Regions from separate parts of the Mus musculus genome. Here regions 1, 2, 4, 5, 6 and 7 are each linked to region 3. Evidence: chromatin contacts called from public ChIA-PET, HiChIP or PLAC-seq, Micro-C and promoter capture Hi-C data. All regions are on one chromosome and are shown on one strand. Each heading gives the region's core, a stretch centred on a gene start, on an enhancer-like site or on the middle of the called end of the contact. The rest is flanking DNA. Distances are from core to core; before and after follow the strand shown.

What was found. A called contact is a pair of places that touch in the nucleus more often than the background predicts. ChIA-PET counts read pairs in DNA pulled down with a chosen protein or histone mark. HiChIP or PLAC-seq counts read pairs in DNA pulled down with a chosen protein or histone mark. Capture Hi-C pulls out chosen DNA fragments and counts their contacts.
Region 1: a promoter capture Hi-C map of liver shows a contact between it and region 3, with 2.9 times the contacts expected there. The contact joins the promoter of Arl16 here to the promoter of Fasn in region 3. A contact is called at or near these places in 6 of 39 promoter capture datasets (the C10 cell line, cranial neural crest, embryonic stem cells and 2 more), 1 of 484 Hi-C or Micro-C datasets (effector CD8 T cells), 13 of 115 datasets of contacts at active chromatin or transcription factors (the SCID.adh cell line, T-cell acute lymphoblastic leukemia, astrocytes and 9 more) and 2 of 9 other capture datasets (liver and pancreatic islet).
Region 2: a contact with region 3 is called in a Micro-C map of embryonic stem cells, with 2.6 times the contacts expected there. The contact joins the promoter of Ogfod3 here to the promoter of Fasn in region 3. A contact is called at or near these places in 11 of 39 promoter capture datasets (the 3T3-L1 cell line, 3T3-L1-derived adipocytes, the SN4741 cell line and 5 more), 11 of 484 Hi-C or Micro-C datasets (the HL-1 cell line, LSK cells, the N1E-115 cell line and 4 more), 9 of 115 datasets of contacts at active chromatin or transcription factors (the SCID.adh cell line, embryonic forebrain, embryonic stem cells and 4 more) and 2 of 9 other capture datasets (adipose tissue and liver).
Region 4: a contact with region 3 is called in an RNA polymerase II ChIA-PET map of memory CD8 T cells, with 26 read pairs. The contact joins the promoter of Narf here to the promoter of Fasn in region 3. A contact is called at or near these places in 7 of 39 promoter capture datasets (the 3T3-L1 cell line, cranial neural crest, hippocampal neurons and 3 more), 1 of 484 Hi-C or Micro-C datasets (embryonic stem cells), 5 of 115 datasets of contacts at active chromatin or transcription factors (the SCID.adh cell line, epiblast stem cells, hepatocytes and 2 more) and 2 of 9 other capture datasets (adipose tissue and pancreatic islet).
Region 5: a promoter capture Hi-C map of liver shows a contact between it and region 3. The contact joins the promoter of Nploc4 here to the promoter of Fasn in region 3. A contact is called at or near these places in 1 of 484 Hi-C or Micro-C datasets (embryonic stem cells), 4 of 115 datasets of contacts at active chromatin or transcription factors (the 230-238 cell line, epiblast stem cells and large pre-B cells) and 3 of 9 other capture datasets (embryonic stem cells, liver and pancreatic islet).
Region 6: a contact with region 3 is called in a FOXA1 HiChIP or PLAC-seq map of pancreatic cancer cells. The contact joins the promoter of Foxk2 here to the promoter of Fasn in region 3. A contact is called at or near these places in 2 of 39 promoter capture datasets (liver and pre-B cells), 5 of 484 Hi-C or Micro-C datasets (CD8 T cells, embryonic stem cells, granulocyte-monocyte progenitors and 1 more), 2 of 115 datasets of contacts at active chromatin or transcription factors (the SCID.adh cell line and pancreatic cancer cells) and 1 of 9 other capture datasets (adipose tissue).
Region 7: a contact with region 3 is called in an H3K27ac HiChIP or PLAC-seq map of extraembryonic endoderm stem cells, with 2.8 times the contacts expected there. The contact joins the promoter of Faap100 here to the promoter of Fasn in region 3. A contact is called at or near these places in 5 of 115 datasets of contacts at active chromatin or transcription factors (double positive thymocytes, epiblast stem cells, extraembryonic endoderm stem cells and 2 more).

What each region holds. Positions count from the first base shown.
Region 1 is chr11:120,466,274-120,468,973 of GRCm38.p6, reverse strand. It overlaps Arl16 (ADP-ribosylation factor-like 16), which reads left to right and starts at 1,374. Exons shown (of 5, transcript NM_197995.2): 1 at 1,374-1,611; 2 at 1,734-1,792; 3 at 2,207-2,320. The coding sequence starts at 1,551. Hgs (HGF-regulated tyrosine kinase substrate) reads right to left here and starts at 1,339. Exons shown (of 22, transcript NM_008244.3): 1 at 1,211-1,339. The coding sequence starts at 1,247.
Region 2 is chr11:121,203,382-121,206,122 of GRCm38.p6, reverse strand. Ogfod3 (2-oxoglutarate and iron-dependent oxygenase domain containing 3) reads left to right here and starts at 1,475. Exons shown (of 9, transcript NM_025402.2): 1 at 1,475-1,634. The coding sequence starts at 1,561. It also overlaps a transcript of Hexdc not described here.
Region 3 is chr11:120,823,254-120,825,953 of GRCm38.p6, reverse strand. Fasn (fatty acid synthase) reads left to right here and starts at 1,407. Exons shown (of 43, transcript NM_007988.3): 1 at 1,407-1,924.
Region 4 is chr11:121,235,982-121,238,713 of GRCm38.p6, reverse strand. It overlaps Narf (nuclear prelamin A recognition factor), which reads right to left and starts at 1,478. Exons shown (of 11, transcript NM_026272.3): 1 at 1,363-1,478; 2 at 197-295. The coding sequence starts at 1,389.
Region 5 is chr11:120,436,277-120,438,976 of GRCm38.p6, reverse strand. It overlaps Nploc4 (NPL4 homolog, ubiquitin recognition factor), which reads left to right and starts at 1,277. Exons shown (of 17, transcript NM_001195023.1): 1 at 1,277-1,478. The coding sequence starts at 1,464.
Region 6 is chr11:121,258,712-121,261,505 of GRCm38.p6, reverse strand. Foxk2 (forkhead box K2) reads right to left here and starts at 1,519. Exons shown (of 9, transcript NM_001080932.3): 1 at 984-1,519. The coding sequence starts at 1,375.
Region 7 is chr11:120,377,445-120,380,144 of GRCm38.p6, reverse strand. Faap100 (Fanconi anemia core complex associated protein 100) reads left to right here and starts at 1,399. Exons shown (of 10, transcript NM_027980.2): 1 at 1,399-1,603; 2 at 1,699-1,817; 3 at 2,484-2,700. The coding sequence starts at 1,439. It overlaps Nploc4 (NPL4 homolog, ubiquitin recognition factor), which reads left to right. Exons shown (of 17, transcript NM_001195023.1): 17 at 1-347.

The DNA.
Region 1 (2,700 bases), core at 125-2,624, 360 kb after region 3:
GAGCTATGTTTCCGAGCCGGCCCGTCAAAAGTCAAGAACATCCCTCATTTTATACAGCCAAAACCAAACTGAAAATCCTCTTGAAGTACACTGACAACCATGGAAATGGCATCCTCCCATGCAAGAAGCAAATAATGTGGAAATGATACTTAGTCCCTATCAGCTGTCAGCTCAAGCTCGGCTTCACTCAGTTCCCACAGACCCTCTGGAGAGAGGTACTACTTGCATCTGCTTTAAAGATAAAGGAGGTAGAGAATGCCCTTTGTCACAGCTTGCTGGGCACTTTAAAATGGCATACCCTGCTGCTTCTCAACAGAGTCCCATCATTTAGAAGTTTTGTCCTTTACCTCTTAGCTGGGTAATGTAATGGGTCCCTTAGCAAGCTCTAGAAGATGAGGGATGATTTCTCCATGTCAAGTGGTACCCCCAGCCAACACCTCTTCACACTCGGATCACCCCTCCCTTACGAAAGTGAGCTATCCCAAGATACACCACCCTTGTTACTCATTCAACAAGTTAGTGGATTCATACCTGACGTGCTGAACCTCCCAGGATATGAGACTAAGGTAAACATCTCATCATCTAAGATTCCCCTTTGAAAACCTTAGCTCAAAAAGGAGCAAGTGAGCAGCCTAGGATGGGGCCTGCTCCTGAACACATTTATTGAGGGAATGGTGCATGCATGTCAAACTCATTTTTCCCTCCTAAAATTTACACTGTCCAGGAACCTCAGATAGTGATATCAACAAGCACCTTCAAAAATGAGAAATACATGTCTTCTCAAACCCCCAGGCACTACCAGAGCGCAAGAGGCTGAGGTCCTAGGAAGCATTCCCCAAGGGGCTCGAAAGGTTTAAGGAAGGCAGTATCGGTTCCACCCTGCGAAAAGGTATCGGGGTCTGAGACCCGCATGAAGCTAAGATCTGAGTCATGACTTCATGACTCAGGACTTTGGCCCAATCGGTTCAGGACCGTCGGACCCGGAGGAAGAGAGGTCCGTCACGGACCCCCAAAGAGCATTCGTCACTGGAACCCCAGGACTCAGTGTACAGCCCGGGCGGCCACACCCGAGGCCCGGGAACCGTGCAGTGCTCCCCGGAGGCCGACGGCCGGTCTAGGTGGCCGGCCCGCTCTCCTGAGACCTACGGAGGCAGCATCTGGCCGGTGCGCGCGAGGGAGCTGACTTGGAGCTGACGGGCGGACGCGTTACCTAGGAGACGCTCGAAGGTGCCGCTGCCTCGCCCCATGGCGACCCCACTCCGGACCGACGCTGCAGTCGCTCCCTCTTTCGGAGCTGACGCGCCCCCCAACTTCCGCTTCCGCCTTTCTTTTTCTGCTCGCGCACGCGCAACGCCTCCGCGCCGCCCCGAGTCCTGCTCCATGGCGAGACTTGCGCTTACACACTGACTCTGAGCGTCCATTGGACCGCTCAGTCCATTGGGACTAACCAATGAGCAGCCTGGACGAGCGGTCTATCCAATGAAAGCTAAGCGGAGGCGGGCCTCATTGCGTGGTAGCTCGGAGGTACAAGCGCGTTATCCGAGGAAGGGATGTGTCTCCTGCTTGGAGCTGCTGGGGTCGGGAAGACCCTGCTGGTGAAACGCCTTCAGAATATCCTTCCGCGCCGAGTGGGCAGGCAGGGAGTCCCAGGCAGGGTGGGGAGGGAGCACACCGGGGTCGCTCATCACGGGAACTCCTCCCTCTGCCACGCCATGGCCCTTGACCGCCGGGACAGCTGAGCTCCGGAGATGGCAAAGGCGACCTGGGAGAGCCCCCACCGACGCGGCCCACGGTAGGTGTCGGCCTCTCTCAGGTCATGCATGCCCTTTGAGGCTTGCAAAGGTCCTCAGACCTCTTCTAATGGAAGCCGCGGTGCCTGTGGTCAGTAGGTTGGGTACTGTCTGCGGCAGAGGAACTCCCATCACTAGACTTCTGAGTGTGGAGAACCCGAAGCCCGTCTTCCGGTGGGCACCTTTCTCTCCCATCCCTAGAAATTCATTCCCTCGTCACTCTCAAGGCCCATCTCTATGGTTGACGTTGGCCTGGAGCCCCCAGAGAGCTGCATTTCTTGGTGGCGAGAGCAGAGGGCTTGAGCAGTTGTCACTGGCTGTGGATGCTTAGCTCCCTCATGGCGGTGCTGCCATCCAGAAGCTCACCACAGCACACCGCTTGCGCTGGTCTCAGTGCATCGTGGTTTTTTCCATAGGTGGGCACCAACCTTACAGACATTGTGGCCCACAGGAAGATCACCATCCGAGAGCTCGGGGGATGCATGAGCCCCATCTGGTCCAGTTACTATGGAAACTGCCATTCGCTCTTGGTGAGTTAATACTTCAAGCTTCTTTGGAGGTCAGTTTTGTCTGACTCCCTGAACCATCAAGTATTGGCCCTGCTTTTCATGGGATCGGGTTTGGGGGTCTTTGATGACTGTGCATTGGTCTGATTTCCTGAGCAGGGCTCAGATTCTAGGAGGCTTGTTGAAGGCACAGCATGTTCTATGCCTTGATACCTGAATACGACCAACACTTTACATCCCTCTTGTTGGTCCTATCTGTAGAAGGAAGGGGCATCAAATTCTGGGATGAAGAGCTGATGGCCACAGTAGACTTAATTTTACTTAAAGACACCAGTGACAGTCATCCTCGTACAACTCCCCCTTGGCTATTTCCAAAACCTGTTGTTTAAAAGCCAATCTGGGGC
Region 2 (2,741 bases), core at 226-2,725, 380 kb before region 3:
CATCTTCTGCACTGTTCTCAACATTATCTTCCAAGCTCCTACACAACATCTGACAGAGCTCTTAACAACGAATGGATCTTCAAGCCCAAAGTTCCAAAGTCCTTCCACAGTCCTCCCCAGAACATGGTCAGGTTGTCACAGGAATACCCCACTCCTGGTACCAATTTGTCTTAGTCAGGGTTTCTATTCCTGCACAAACATCATGACCAAGAAGCAAGTTGGGGAGGAAAGGGTTTATTCGGCTTACACTTCCATACTGCTGTTCATCACCAAAGGAAGTCAGGACTGGAACTCAAGCAGGTCAGGAAGCAGGAGCTGATGCAGAGGCCATGGAGGGATGTTCTTCATTGGCTTGCCTCACCTGGCTTGCTCAGCCTGCTCTCTTATAGAACTAAGACTACCAGCCCTGAGATGGTCCCACCCACAAGGGGCCTTTCCCCCTTGATCACTAATTGAGAAAATGCCTTACAGTTGGATCTCATGGAGGCATTTCCTCAACTGAAGCTCCTTTCTCTGTGATAACTCCAGCTGTGTCAAGTTGACACAAAGCTAGCCAGTACACCACCCCACCCCCTCCTGAGGAAGGAGGATTAAAGTTTAAGACTTGCCTGGGCTATAAAGGAAGGTCAAGGCTAGACTTTGCAACTTAATAAGACCCTGTCTCCAGACTAATAAGTAAAATAAGGACTGGATTGCTTAGTGGTACAACACTTGTCTAGCATGCAGAAGGCCTTAGGTTCAATTCCTCGTACTGAAAAACAATTAAGGCAGTGGTAATTTGGAGAGATGGTGACTAGCTCCGTGATACAGCACCGGCTGCTCATTATGCCAGGAACCCTGCGATCCACCCTGGCTACTGCAAATAACAACAACAATAACCTGAAAAGGGAATAAACTCTACATATATCAGAACTGACTATAGTTTCCATTACAGTTCATTTCTGGAGGACACTGAAGCAGTCAAGATATTAGAAACAGTTTTCCTACCTTCTGTAAAATCACAAGCGATTATTAAAAAGAATTACAGAGTTGTGCATCCAGTTGCATGATTTCACCTGCTCGTCCTGTGCAAGGACTCAAAAGTCCTAGCCTTAGGAACCACACCCCCCCTACGCTCGCCCTCAATCCCCAACCCTGCCCGACCTGCCACTCTCAGGCAGTTCAAAGTCCCTGACAGGCTTCTCAATGCAGCTCTCGGGGCCGGGGAAAGGAGAGGGCGGCGGCCGTAGGAGACAGGTCATCCGGGCCCAGCACAATCGGTGGCTGTGGGCTTGACTCACCCGCGTCGCCGCCGCAGCCCAGCTACAGGAGAAGACAGAATTCCGCAGGTGCCTCAGGGTTGCAGTGCCAAGGGCCGAGAAGGCTCCGCCTCCCCCCACCCCACCCCACCCCCGCCACCGCTCGGCCTCCGATTGCTCTCGTCTGGCCGTGAGCCGGACGAAGACCGAGCGCGTCGCTCCCGCGTCCCGACCCCGTTCCCGCCTCGCTTTCGCTGTCGCAGCTATTGCCCCGAGTTTGGTGGCTCTCGTGTCGTAGCTGGCTCTGCGACGGCTGGGCCCGATGGCGCCTCAGCGGAGGGGACCACCCAGAATTCCCGAGGGAAGTAGTGCTGCAGAGCGCCGGCGCGCGACCAGGTAGCGGGATCCTTAGGGACCGGGAGGCCGCGCGCCACAGCGGGCGGAGCCTGACTGGTGTGTGTGGGCGTGGCCACTCCGAGGGCGGGGTCGGAGGGAGGCAGAGCGTGGTCTTGATTGCTGTGTCCTTGGCAGAGTGAGGCGTGGCCATCCCAGGGGTGGGACCTAACAGGGGTGGGACGTGCTCATGACAAGGCGGGGTCTGACTCGTGTCTGGGTTGGTCCCTGGCTAGAGGTGACAGGTGGGACCAGCCCTACTGAGACTTGAGCAGGCTTAATTTAGAGAGAGGGCGTGGTAGTGTGGGCGTGATTGATGTGTTGGGGCGTGACTTGGTTAGTGTATCCTGCGGCATCCTTTCTATAGTGAAAATGTCCACGTGGCTGCCCACCTCCAAGCTCTGCACAGAGGCCCTGCCCACAGGAAACCTCTTCTTGGAGTCGAGCTGCATTCAGTCACGTGAACAGGTTTCTCTCGCTAGGGACCCTTTTTGAGCCTTTAGGACTCCCCACCCACTACATGGTCTGTCTCCTCACATCTCTGCTGGTTACCTCATCCCAGCCTTTCACACCTCACCTATCCAAAACTGGCCTTGTGAGCCTCTGTCAAACCCACACCTGAAATGGTAACTAAGAAACGGAGTCCTTAGGGACAGGGACCTAACTCTGACAATTCTGCATGTATTTTGAGACCTTTCCTGGACAGCAGAGCTCAGCCACTCTAGTTATACACACAGAAGTGTAGAGACACAGACACAGCTTCATCAGGGACCGGACCACACAGACCTGGGTCGTAGAGGAAACTTACACATATCATTTCTGACATTCTTCTGTGCTCTTTCTGGCTCCAGGTTTATGATTTGAGTTAAGTAGATATGCTTCATGTACGCTGGTTTACGTACACATGTGTTCGTGTAGAAACACAGGCTTGGGATGGGGCAGTCATATATGGATGCATGAGTGATCAGAGACTCACATGCCCTGACAATCCTCCAAATAGGTGCTCTGTGGGCTGGACAGAAATTACCTATGGTCAGCCCACAATTTTTTTGCCCATTGAAGCACATATTCAGCCCTGTCTGGTCAGAGAAGACAGGTCCATATACTGCC
Region 3 (2,700 bases), core at 158-2,657:
CTCCTGCTGTGGGTCTGTAGTAGGTAGCTCTCAAGGTGCATATGCAAAGAGAGAGCCATAGGATGCTTTTACAAGAGCCCACCTAGGTACACTGTGCTGTTTTCACGACTGGCAGGGGCCATGGCAGGCCATCCTGACGTGGCTCTCTCATATCCACATCTGGCAATCCACTTTGTTTGTCACGTGTTTCTGAGATGTAGCCATGCAACTTCCTTTGGTGAAAAGATGATCAGAGAAGTTTGCTCTGCCCTCAGCATCCTGCTCTGTGCACGGCCCAGACTCTGCATCCCTGGGTTACATCTCCTCCAGCTGAGACCCTGACAGCTGCAGAGGGCAGAGCTCTGCTGACCACTTAGGGTTGGCCAGCAGCCTGGCCAGTGAGAAGGCAAACATGACCTATCTCAAGGCACCAGGAGCTGGGGTGGGACTGCTCTGGCTAGTATGTGTACAGGCCTTTTGTAAAACTTTCCTAGGCTGGCCCTGAAACCCAAAGACACCCACAAAGGCATAGGGGCAAAATGGGAGAGCTTGGGGGCAAGCCAGCTTATGGGCAGAATACACCTGCCAGTCCTATAGGCTGCCCTTCAGGGTCCCTGCTTAGCCTCCTTCCACAGAAAGCCTGGGTGGATAGCCAAGTTGGAGAAGCTAGAAGCCAGGGTTGACAAGCAAGGCTCTGAGGCTCTGGCTTTTGCTATAGACTTGCAGTCAAGGACCACTGACACTAGCCCCCTTCCCCCTCCCCCCCACTCCCGGGCCATTACCCCATAAGGAGGTCAGTCTTAGTGGCCTGGGCCTGTAGTGGAAGGACAGGAGGGAAGGGAACAACCTCTCTAGGCACTCAAGGGACCCAACCCTGAGAAGTCTGTGTCTTTTTGGACGGTGAGTTTTGTCATCCCCCGCCCCCAAATTCGATAACCCTTTGAAAAGAGGAATTTAAAGGGAGGGAGGGAGAGGGTCCCGGAAACTCAGGGAGGCGCGCAGCAGCTCCTTTGTTCCCACCAGGCGGGGGAGGGGTGGTATCCCGCTCGCCAGATGGCCGCGCCTGGACACTGAGCGGACTCCGGAGGCCGCCACACGCGCCCGTCAGTGTTCCCTATCCTGCCTACTGCTCCCGTCCCTGCCCGCATCCTGGTCTCCAAGGTGGCCACAGAGGGTGGGAGTCCGAGAAAGCTGGGCCACGATGACCGGTAGTAACCCCGCCTGAGGCGCCCTCCGCCAGGGTCAACGACCGCGCTTGCGCGGGGGCCCGCGAAGTGCTTTGCCGCTGTTGCCGGCCCATCACCCTATTGCCTAGCAACGCCCACCCGCGCGCCGCCATTGGGCCACCGAGAACGGCCTCGGTGTCCAATTGGTTTCGATGTGGAGCAGGCCACGCCCCTCGGTTCCGCGCGCGCTACGATCGCGGCGTGGAATCGCAGCGACACGGACCTGTCCCCCCGCGTGGCCCTGGTGTCCTCCTCAGTGCAGAGTTTCCAGTGTGACCAAGCACGCCCGACCCACACTGCGCGCGCACAGTGCACACCTGGCACCGGCCGCGAGGGGGTGGGGGTGGGAGGACAGAGATGAGGGCGTCGGGATGAGCCCCGCGTGGCCCGCGCGAGGCCGGGGGCGGGGACGGAAGCAGGCGGGGGCTGCGCGTTCCTTGTGCTCCAGCGCGCGCCCGTGCAGGGTCCCGGCTGGGGGCGGCGCGCGCGGGCATCACCCCACCGGCGGCGGCGCGCCGGGTCCCGGGGCGCAGCCCCGACGCTCATTGGCCTGGGCGGCGCAGCCAAGCTGTCAGCCCATGTGGCGTGGCCGCGCGGGGATGGCCGCGGTTTAAATAGCGCCGGCGCGGCCTAGAGGGAGCCAGAGAGACGGCAGCGGCGTCCCGTCCAGTTCGCCTGCCGCGCTCCTCGCTTGTCGTCTGCCTCCAGAGCCCAGACAGGTACGCCGCTGCGTTCGGGGTTCCGGGGCGGCAGGCCGGTGTCGGGATGCCACGGCTCCAGTGGAAGGATAGGCGGGCGCCCATCCTCGGCACCCCTGCGCTCACAAAAGCGCCGCCGCGCCCCTCCGACAGCCAGCCACCGGGCTGAGCTCCGCGATCAGGCCGAGAGGGGCGCGGGAGGGGTGTGCGGAGAGCCAGCGCGGCGGGCCGCTGTCACGTGGGCGCCGCGCCAACCGGGTGCAGGAGTCTGGGCGCCTCGTGGATGGGGCCGGGGCCTTCACTCGCACTGGGCGGCTTTGGCAGGGCGCAGGAGGCCGCGGTGGTACCCGGGCTTCAGCTTGGAGAAGGCAGATGCGGGTCTGGGTGCGCACGAGGCCCCAGGGGCCTCAGCGGAAGTCATCAGACCATCCAGGCCTCACCGGCTGGGTGGCACGGAAGCCTTCTCGTTGGACTACGGTTGCAAGGCCTGAACTGCCCTGGGCAAGTGCCTTAGGGACAGGAGGATCTAGCAGATCCTTCTGCTGCCTCGGCCAGGTTACAAAGTGTTCGACCAGATGGCGAGAGGCTTCACCTTTCCCCTAACCGCACCAAGCTGAGAGTAGTATTCCAGGTCGGACCTTGCTGAAAGGGTCCATTGGCAGGGGATCGGTTTGCCTCAGCCCTGCTAGGCCTGGGCACTCACTAGTTGTCGGGCCTGTTCCCTCTGGGTCCTAACCAAGCCTGGCGTCCTGGCTGGCACTGAACGGCAGTCAGTCTCCACCCTCTTCGTGAAAGGG
Region 4 (2,732 bases), core at 229-2,728, 410 kb before region 3:
AAGACTCAAGACTGTCCTATACATGGCTCTTCCCACTTTTACTTCAGTCTTTCTTAGAGCAGTGAAGTGCAAGGTAGTATAAGACTGGACAGAAGAAACAACAGTAGCCACTCCACTCACACTCACGTTAGGCTGACACAAACCCGATCCACTCACGCTCACGTTAGGCTGACACAAACCCGAAGCATCTACTTGCCTCTTCACTCTCCTTGGCTGGGCTGGCCCCATCGCTTGGCTGGGCCCCATCACTGGACACATTCTCCTGGTCATCAGTTTTTGATTTTTTACTACATTCCTTTAAAAAAAAAAAAAAGGATGGGGGATGTTAGAAAGGAAAATTATTTTTCTTTTCTCTATTTTTATTTATCTATTTTTTTCCTTTTTAGATCAAGTCTTTCTACATAGTCCTGGCTGTCCTGGAACTCACCATGTAGACCAGGCTGACCTCAAATTCACAGAAAGTCTGCCTCTGCCTCCTGAGTGCTCAGATTAAGATGTGTGCTACCATATTTTTTTTTAATGAGATAGGGTCTTGATAAATTGCACTGTCTAACTTTGAGCTCCTGCCTCAGTCTCTCAAGCACTGGGATCATTGGTGTGTACCACCGAGCTCAGTCAAGAATAATTTAGTGTGATGCCAAAAACCAAAACATATCCTGAGCAGTCGATCTTACTTCTAAGAAACCCTTTCTACAAAATAAAATCATCCATACTTATAGAAGGGTACACATAAACACTCACACCCTCCATTTGTATTGTTTGTAGTAGTAATGAAGAACAGGAAGTGATCTAACGGTAATATATATAAGAACATTTAGATGTGGCTATTACACAAGATTACAGGCGATTCTCTGAAAAAAAAAAAAAACAACGTATGGAGTATTTGGATATGATACAATTCCTGTAAAAAAACAAAAAACCAAACGAGATTCCTGCACATGCATCACGTGTGAAGGCAAGTGAGGCAGCTGTCAGTCACTTCAGCCACCTAGTGGAGCAGGACAGGAGGGCCTGCCTGCCCTTTATTCCTTCTCCACTTCGTTGTATTGAAGTTTGTTGTTGTTTAAGTAGAAGAGCCGCTCAAAGCATCATTTCTAATTACTTTATTAATCGTTCACTTCCACAACAGGGTGCCGGGACTGAGATCAATCCCCGGCCCCAGAACAGTAGCTTCCACGGACAGTCCCGGCGGTGCACTCGCCTGCAGTGGACAACAGCCAGCTCGCCGCCCAGTCCTCTGCAGACAGGTGATGGCTGTCAGAGGCCGACATAACAGAGCAAGGTGCACCCGGCTGAGCCCGACCCTCACCACCGATTCCAGCCTTGGCTTTCGCCCCTAGCCCCGCCGGACGACGCACCCACCTTTCGTGTGCAGTGCTCACACTTCATCTGGAGTGGGACTGGCAGGAGGCCGACGCGCCTAAGCTGTGAGGAGTAAGGAAGACTGGAACACCGCCGCCTGCCGCCCGCTAGCGACCTGCGACCCTTTGTTGTCTTCTTGCACGGAGGCCCCGCCCCAAGGACTGTAGTAGACCAATGAGAGAGCCTAAGCAAGATGAGCCACACCCCTGAGCCAATGAAAAGAGTGCAAGGATGGTATGGCACGCTCACCCCGCCTCCGCCGCTTAAGCCAATGAGAGTGTGAGGAAGTGGCAGGTCCCTCCCAGGAGCCAATCAGAGAACGGGGGTGGAGCTTGTCCCTCGACTAGTAGTTGCCCGGCCGGGACATATCCTCCTGTCAGTTTTTGCCTGGTTAAGGACTAATGGGGAAAGTTGGCAAAGGCGGGCGTATGAGGCAGGAAGAGTGCGCTGACCGAGCGGACGAGGCCGAATCGCGGCGACCTCAGAGCGCCTTGCTCAGTGGCCGCGGCCTGGCCCGCTCAATCAAGTTAGCGTCGTAAGTTCTGCTCTACTGCGTCTCCTGGAGGGCGGAGCCGGCGCCGCCCTCTACCGCCGCCATGACCAGCCAGCGAAGCCTCACGTAGGCCGGTGCGGCACAAGTGCACATGCGCAGCAGGCTTGCTTTGCTTTATGGGCAATGCTGCTGAGTCTGGCGTGTAGATTCAAAGTAGGCTGACCTTGAATCTTGGCGAGTTAGCGCATGCCTTTAGTCCCAGAACCCAGGAGACAGAGCAAGGCAGATCTCTGAGTTCCAGGACGGCCAGTACTACACATGTACCTGTCTACAAACAAAATGACAGGTAGGATGAGCAGGCCTATTGGCAATTACCCAACACTCAGGAGGCTGAGGCAGGAAAATGATAAAATTAAAGCCAACACTGCCCTATACTGCTACACAGTGAGACCTGTCTCCAAGGCAGATTAAATGCATTATTCTTTTGTTGTGTTCCAATCCCCTGGGAAAGACCAAAGACAGACTCAATTCAAATTTAAATTAAATAAGTGCATTCTTACTCCTACCTGAAGGACAGCGGCTTTAGAGCCAAACAGCATGCTGGAAGAAGGCTAAAGGAAAGCTTTATAAAGTAGATATCATAGCTGCACACCACCTACAGAATAGGGCAAGTTACATAATATACAAAAGATGTACCTTATCTATGGAATCCACAGCTGGGCAAGAGAATCGTCCTGTGTAATAATGTACATATAACTCCCCTGGGACAGCTAAAGAAACTTACTATAGTACCAGGCATCCCTTAAAGGCCACTGACCTTTGACCTGGAATGTCAATAATAGAATGAGATTATAGGATAATGGTTTACCGAGGGAAG
Region 5 (2,700 bases), core at 28-2,527, 390 kb after region 3:
GTACACCTATAATCCCATCACCCAGGAAGCAGATAGGAAGATTTCAGACTTGAAACCAGCTTGGACTACATGAGACGAGGATAGAAATGGGCCTTGGATGTGCACAACTTTGTAGAGAGCTTTCCTAAGAAGCCTGGGTTTTACCGCAGTGTCCACAGAATTGGGTGTGATGACACACTCCTGTAACCCCAGCAAGAGGAGGCAGAGTCAGGTAGATCGAAAGTTCAAGGTCAGGGCTGGAGTGGTGCTTGGTGCTGTACCAGAGGATTTGGTTTTGGTTTCCAGTACCCACATGGTGGGTCTCAATCATCTGAAACTCTAGTTCCAAGGGATCCACTCCCTCTTCTGATGTTCTCAGGTATCAGGCACTTGTGGTGCAGCCAAATCCATGCAGGCAAAACATTTATACATATAAAATATATTAAAAACTTTAAAAAAAAGTTTAGTTGGGTGGTGGTGGTACAGAACCTTAATCCCAGCACTGGGGAGGCAGAGGTAGGTGGATCTCTGTTAGTTCAAGGCCAGCCTGGTTTACAGAGCTAGATCCAGGACAGCCAACACTATGTCTTAACAAGTTCTTTCAATAAAACATATTGTATAAATATACATTATATACAATATATAATGTACACAGTAAAATATATTATATCTAAAACAACAAATAAATAAAACAGTCTAAAACATAATCGGAGTTTAGTACACTCATAAATCGAACCATCGGAGGCAGGAAAGGGGGCCTGCCTTTCAATCCCAGCACTGAGGCAGGCCCAGCACTGTGAGTTCCAAGCCAACCTGGTCTACAGCCAAGGTTGTATTTAGTGAGACCCTGTCTTAAAAAAAAAAAAAAAAACAGAAGCCAAAAAAAAAAAAAAAAAAAAAAACCAACAAAAAAATCAAATAAAAATTCGGAGGCGTTTAGCCTCTTAAGAAATTTCAAAAGTCTTCTACTTCAAATCATATGCAGTTACAAAGTTCAGTACAAAGGGAGAAACTCCAGCTCATTGCTGGAAAATTGTGAAGACAGTACAAAACTTCCGTAACGGTTATATTTGAGCGAGATCTCGACGCTCGCCTTTTCTTGCAGCTTTTTTTCATTGCTCGAACTTTCAGGAATATGGCTCTCCTGTCACAGTCTTCTGAACCCAGGGTCCTGGGCCCAGCCTAGGGGAAGGGGGTGGGGGGCGAGGGGGCACGGACGAGGGACGCGCGGCACCACTTGGCGCATGCGCGCGGCCGTTGGCGGGGCCGGAACCTTGTTTCGCCTCTCTCTCCGCCTGGCGGAGTGTGTTGAGCGAAGCACCGGACATCGGCACTGGCGGAGCCGGGCGGCGAAGCTGGAGCGGCGGTGGCGGCGGCGGCGGGAGGCCGGGGCCGGGGCTGAGGCCGAGGCCGGGGCTGCGAGGCCCTTGGGGAGACAGGCGGCGGGAGCCCGGGGCCCGAGCCCGGAGACTGGAGCGGCCGCCATGGCCGAGAGCATCGTGAGTGCGGCGGCCGGGAGGGAGCGGGGCGCTGGGATGAGGCAGCAGATTTGCGGGTGTCCTGGGCGGGCCAGCGCCGGACGGTGCTCGGAGCCGGTGGCTCCTCCTCGCTCGCCCCGGGTTTGAGGAGGTACCTGCCCTGGCCGAGCCCGGAAAGGCTGGCGGGAAGGAGGCCGAGCGGTCGGAACGGAGCGGCCTTCTTCTTCCCCGCTGCTGCAGGTTGCTCTGAGGGACCTCGGCCTCCTCCCAGGCCCCGAAGCCCGGTACGTCCTTCTCTCCTCCTCCATCCCGACAGTGCCTCGTCACGATTTCACTCCGGAAGAGTCGACCGGAGAAGAAAAGGGCATCATTAGGGGAACCCTTTTCCCACAGAGGACGCGGCCATGGGGGCCAACCCAAAACAGGCGGGATTGGCTCCTCTTTGACACAGGCGACTTGACGACCACCTGTTTAAAAGGAGTGTCATAAAGAAGGCCGATTTCACTTTTAGCCTGACAGTAGAGACTGTCACCCCCAGCCCCATGAAATAAGTCAGTAAAAGGAGAGGAAAACCAGCCGTTTGTTAACCTGTGGGAGTTTCTCTCCAGAGCATATGTGGCAGGGGTTGGGAAGTGATAGGAGTAACAGACCCGTTCTGACAGAATAACTAGGGCCAACATGGAGGAATATTGGGGATTTCCATGGGATCGGAATCATGGTGGTTGCCTTAGGCCTGAAACAGCTCTTCAGTGGTTTCCTGCATTCGAGAACATCACATCTCTCTGGATTTCCAGGGAAGTATAGCTCTTGAGTTTTGTTTGTGTTTTGAGACAGTCTTACTACTTTGTCCCAGGCCATCCTTGACCTTGACATCCTCCCACCTCACTTATCTCACTGCAGACATTTATGGCAGGCTAAGAGTTAAGGCTTTTCTCTGAGGGCAGCTTCTCTTTCCTCACAGCTCCATTTAGGGGTCTTCTGTTCTCTGTATTTTCTATCCTGGATGCAGACGATGCAGAGAAACCTGAGAAAGAAAGGCTGACTTAGTTTTAAAACTTAAATTTACCATCACAGATGACTTGCCTAGAAATAGGTGAGGTATCAGTAGGTCAATCCGCTTTTTAAATTTCTATTTATTTAAATGCTCTTTACTGAGGTTAAGCAGTGTGTTCAGGTGTTCCAAAGGCTGACTTGGGCATCAGTGGGTCTTAAATCGACTTTCTCAGGTTGTAAGGAATTAATA
Region 6 (2,794 bases), core at 270-2,769, 440 kb before region 3:
ACCCAAACTATTCTAGAGTTTACTCCACAGTCTAACCTACCCTGGAACTCAAATTTCTACTGTCTCAGCCTCTAGGGTGCTGGGATTACAGGTTGAATACACTCCACCTGGCTAAAAATGCTTTTTAAAGATTACTTGGTTGAAATTAGTATCCAGTTTTCCCAGATTTCTAAGGTTCTGGACAGACAGGCTTCTAATCCTTCATGTTTGGGAGTTTTCAGTTTTTAGGCTACAAAAACACTGGGGAAAGAGAATTGTTAGGCTTAAGACGCTACCTCCAAAATATCTTGCTACTGAAACGTGAATTTAAAAAAAAAAAAAAAAAAAAAAAAAAGGTACCAGGTATCTACCCTTCATTTTAGATAGTTCTCCACCACACACATCTTAGCATCTCCCTTGGGTGCCTCCTCCCTGATGGTTAGGCACAGAGCACCCATAAAACTTCCACCCACCAACGCTGGTGATGATGGCAGGGAGGGCTGAGGGTTGATGGCAGAAATGATGGTCTGTGTTCTGAGAGTCCCATGTCAGACTGGACAAAGGGCCGTGGGTTAGAATACCAGTGCAGGGGACCTGGCAGTAGGAGGGCAGACAGGAGTGGGCCAGCATGTTAAATACTCCGGGTGGAGCGCTGGGGGGCTGTGATCCCAGTGATGGTCGTGGGCATTAAACTAGGGTAGGTCAGAATCAGTCAGGTCTTGGTTATGGGCAGTGAATGGGTCCTGGTGGTGAGTCTAGCCTTCCTTGCTCCCGGATAGCGGATCAGGATCCCTCCCTGATGGGGACCAGGTCTTGTCCAGGGTCTGACCCTGCTCATGGGTAGCTGACGTGGGTCTTCTGCGTCCTGCCTGATGATGGGCAGTGGGTCTGAGTGCGGGTCCCGCCCCTCCCCGGGGGTGGCTGCTGTGGGTCAGGGTCCCTCCCTGCTCTTGGGTAGCCACCGTGGGTCAGGTCCAGGACACTGCCCCCCTCCCGCCACTCACACGCGCGGCAGCTGCAGCGGCGGCGCCCCCCGCCGCTGGAACACCCCGTCCACGAACACGCCGTTCTTGCCGAGACAGCGCAGGTAGAAGTCGCCGCCCGCGTCCGGCCGGGGCTGCGCGGGTTCCGGGGCGGCCGCGCTATGGCCGCCGCCCGGGGGCGTGAAGATCTCCAGGTGGCGCCGCGAGATGAAGCTCGAGTGGCCCATGCTCACATCTACCGAGCCCTGCGATGAGTTGCGGCCGATGGTCACCGACCGCTTCTTCATGAGGTACTCGAACTCGCGGCCTTCGAGCCGCGCCACGGCCCAGCCGCCCGGCGGGGATCCGCCGCCCCCGGCCCCGCCGCCCGCGGGAGGGGCGCCCGCGCCCGAGAGCGCCGCCGCGGCCGCCATCGCCTGCGAGGCCTGGCCGATCCGCGCGGGCGCCCTAGCGGGCCGAGGCCCGGGCGCGGTCGTGGGCCGCGCGAGCCGAGCACGGTCGCGGAGACCGCCGGCCGGCGAGGAGAGCTGCGAGGGCGGGAGCTCGCACGGCCGCGCGCCGGCCCTACGACGGACGGGCACGCCGACCAATGGGCGCGGCGCACGCAGTGGGGCTACCGAGGCCGGCCAATGGGGAGCCGCGCCGCCGAGCGCCCGCACGTCCGGCGTCGTCGCGCGACGCAGGTTGGCCGCGGCGGCGCGGAAAACCCGGGGCGGAGTGAGGAGTTGGCGTGGGGCCGCGCGCGTTCGCGGACTGAGCGGGGGTCCAAGGTCACGACGGGCGCGAGTGCGCCCCGGGAGCCGCTGGCCCCTCTCACACTCCGCCCTAGGTTGCGTAGAGTCAGGCGCGCTGCTCGGGAACCTGCCGCATCGACCCGTATGTCACAGGGATGTGACAGAAATTACCCCAGTATGCATAGAGTTCTGCACTCAGTAATTCATACCAAGGACTGCAAATCTGAGCTTTATTCCAATCTGTGTATGTGTGATAGAGAGATCCCATCTCTCCCATTAAAAAAGAAACCACAACGCGGGCCCGTGGGAGGAGCAGAGCTATGCAGATCGAGCAGGCTGTGAGGGGCTCCAGAAGCCGGTGCCAACATAGAGGTGAAGCTGAGACCCCTAGTTTCTTCCCCAGGAACGAAGGGCAGTGGATGCACCTGCTTTAGCTCTGGTAAGAGAGGCACGTGGTCATAAAGAACGTCACACCAATATGGTGGCCCCTGGGTGCAGGCGATGGGACGCAGTGTTCTCTCACTGATGCACAAAAGGAGTTCATTCAGGTCAGGGAGAGTGGAAAGGTTGAGAGTCTGGACTTAAGCTGCATAGGATAAAGTGGACATTCTAGCCAAGAGCTTCTAAACAGAGGCCCCAGACTAGAGGCATGGGAACATTTTGCGTTCTAATTCATTCTATGTCTAAACTTGCAATACATTTAATGGGAAACAGTCTTTATAACATTTACATATCTTATTTGACATATGTGTCTGTAATTACGGGATAAATTCCTAAGGGTTCAAAATGCTTTGTACTATAAATATGGCAAAGAGCCATTTCATTAAATATTAATTTGAGGCATTGTAGGTGATGTACAGAAAACTATGGAAATGATAACTAGGTGAGTATCTAGACAAACACAGTTCAAGGACAAAGGGTGTCAAGAACAAGAAATGCCCTCCCATTACTGTTGACACCGTTGTGTTGTCCTGCGCACTGCCTAGGGCAGGTTTGAGGCTCTGCCATGTGACTCTAGCATCTATCTATAACATGGCTAGATCTAACTTTTTACACCTAGCTATCCAGGTATGTAAAGTAAGCATACAAATCCAACAC
Region 7 (2,700 bases), core at 150-2,649, 450 kb after region 3:
CTGTTTCAGAGACCACTCAGAAATGATAAAATAGGTCCAGGCTTCACCCTTGGGTTAAAGTTGGTTTTTGTTTTTTTGTTTTCACTTAATTTACAGCTGGGCATAGTGGTCTGTGCCTTTATTCCCAGTACTCTGGAAGCACAGACAGGCTACAACTATAAAGCCTAAGAAATAAATATTTGGGGCTGGGGGGTGTCCAGTTCCAGACAGAGCTTTTTGTTTTTTGTTTTGTTTTGTTTTCATAAGCGTTGCTGTTGTAGAACTAGCTTTGTAGACCAGCCTGGCCTTGAACTCAGATCCACCTGCCTCTGCCTCCTGAGTGCTGGGATTAAAGGTGTATACCACCACACAGCTTTTATTTATTTAATCGTATGCTTTTGTACACATAAATACCTTAGTAAAAGATGTAGGAGCCCCTGGAGCTGTTGGGGGTTGTGAGCTTCCCTATGTGGATGCTGGGAATCAAACTTGGGTCTTCTGCAAGTACAGCGTGTGCTCTTACGGCTGAGCCGTCTCTCCAGCCCCAGGATGTTGTTCTGACATCTACACTAGGGTTACACTATGCTCTCTAAGTTCACAGGACGTTTTGTGCCTGGTTGTGACCCCACACACCTTTGTAGATTTGTCCGCTGTAATTTTCAGATGAACGTTCTTTTAAGAGTCAAGGTTGCCTGCGCTGGCTCCGAACTCAAGTATTCCTGCCTTCAGCCCTCCGAGTAGCTGCCACTTCAGAAGCATAGGCAGTGGTGTCTAGTTTCTGATGAGTGCTCTGGAAGAGTAGTATTTCATCTTGTACTTGGAGCCTCATTCCAGGGTAGGATTCTCCGCCTGCTCCCTCAGGGAGCCCCAAGAAGAGCTGTCATTGAAGAAAATGTGGTTTCCCTTAGACCCAGCTCATTAGGGTTTTCAGCATCCTCTGCTGTAGAATCACATCCTGCCGCGTTCATGAGTGGAGCAAAGGCTCTTCTGGATGGCTGGCCTGAAGCACCTTTTTCCCTATCAAGGGACTGAATGGTGTGCTGTGCCACCCTACTCCTGAAACCCCGTGCTATACGGGTGGTGCTCTCAAGTGCTGTCACAAAACGGTGCCAGGGCAAGTGCTGCATACAAGCCTTGCACCAGAGCAACCTCTGCTCAACAGGTAGGTGATCCGAGGCAAGGGCCCTGACGCGGGCCCCAGTGAACTTGCAGGACTGCATTATTTGGCTACCCTCTGGCTTTGTGCCTCCCGTTGTGGCTCTTTGCTAAGCCACGGTGTTTGGGGGCGTTCCCGCCCTCTAGCGGACCGTAGAGCAACTGTCCCCGCCCCTGCAGCAGGCTCCGGCCACGCCTCCGCAGCGGCCGCTTTACGGCGGAGGCCGCGCCGCGCCGTGGGCGGCCGTAAAGCCTGGAGGCGGCACCGCCCCTCCGGGCTGAGCTCTGGCCCGGCGCCCGCAGGATGGCGGGCGCTTCCTCGCGCGTGCACTACCTGTCGGACTTCTGCTGCCCGCTCGGAGGCCGAGCGGCGGGGAAGCCGTTTGTGCTGCGGCATGAGGCTGAGGTCTTTCTGTCCACCGGACGCGAGTTCGTCTATGTGTATGACCAGGAGGGCGGGCTGCTGACGGTGAGCGGAGGGCGGGAGGGCGGGCGGGCGGCGCCGTTCCGAGGTGAGCCGGGGCCGCGTGTGCCCTCGCCTGACCTCGCTCTCCTGGCGCCCAGGCGGTGTACCAGTTTCCCGACCAGGTATGGCACCTGCAGCTCCTGGCCATCCGCAGGGCACTCTACGTCCTGTGTGCCCGGACTGGCATCTACTGCCTGTCGTTGGACTCGCTGGACAGGTGAGGGGGCGTGGCCCCACGCGGCCGGCCAGTGACAAGTCGGGTCCCCAGGGAGGCCGGCTTTCATGTCCTCCTAGTTGTGAGAGGTTTGTCCCAGTAGTAGTCCCTTTGACGGCCACTGACAACACACTGGGGTAGGAAGCAGAGGACTGCGGTCTAGGCCGCCCATTCCCGCTCTCTAGTACCTGTGCATATGCAGGCGTGGCAGTTGTGTCTGCTTTTGTGAAGTTCTTAGCTGTTGAGGCTCAGGTAGTGAAGTCTGCAACCAGGAGCACCGCTATCACTGCCCTCCGGTGCCTGGCAAGACCTCTTGGAAGTGGGTCTCAGAAGACGGTGTCTCTGGCAAGCAGTGAGTGGCAAAAGCTCGTGTCCCTTGGCTTGTGCTGGAAGAACTCACCGTGCACAGCCCAGGCAGCCTTGGGAATAGTTCCCAAGCTGCCTCGATCTGCAGAGCTATGTTTCTGGCTGATCCTGTGTCAAGCGTGTGTGTGTGTGTGTGTGTGTGTGTGTGTGTGAGAGAGAGAGAGAGAGAGAGAGAGAGAGACCTACCTGCTGAATGGCCTGTGATGTCTCCTGCCTAGCCTACTCAGAGCAAGTCAGGTTACTGCTGAGCACGGTGTGAGTCTACCCCACCCAATACTGACTATGCTTCCATTGTTCCTGAAGGTCTGGGAGCCAGGCCTGTGAGGACAAAGAGGAAGCGGCTCCCCCCTACCCTGTGATCCATGTGGACCCGGATGCGTGTGTCCTCCCTGACGCTGCCCTCTGTGCCTTCACCGTGCTGGATGATATGCTGGTCACCCTGGCACAGGGCCCCACCCAGTGGAAGATGCAGCTGTTTGAGCGTCCCTGTGCAGGGGAGGAGCCTCTGCCCAGAGGCCAG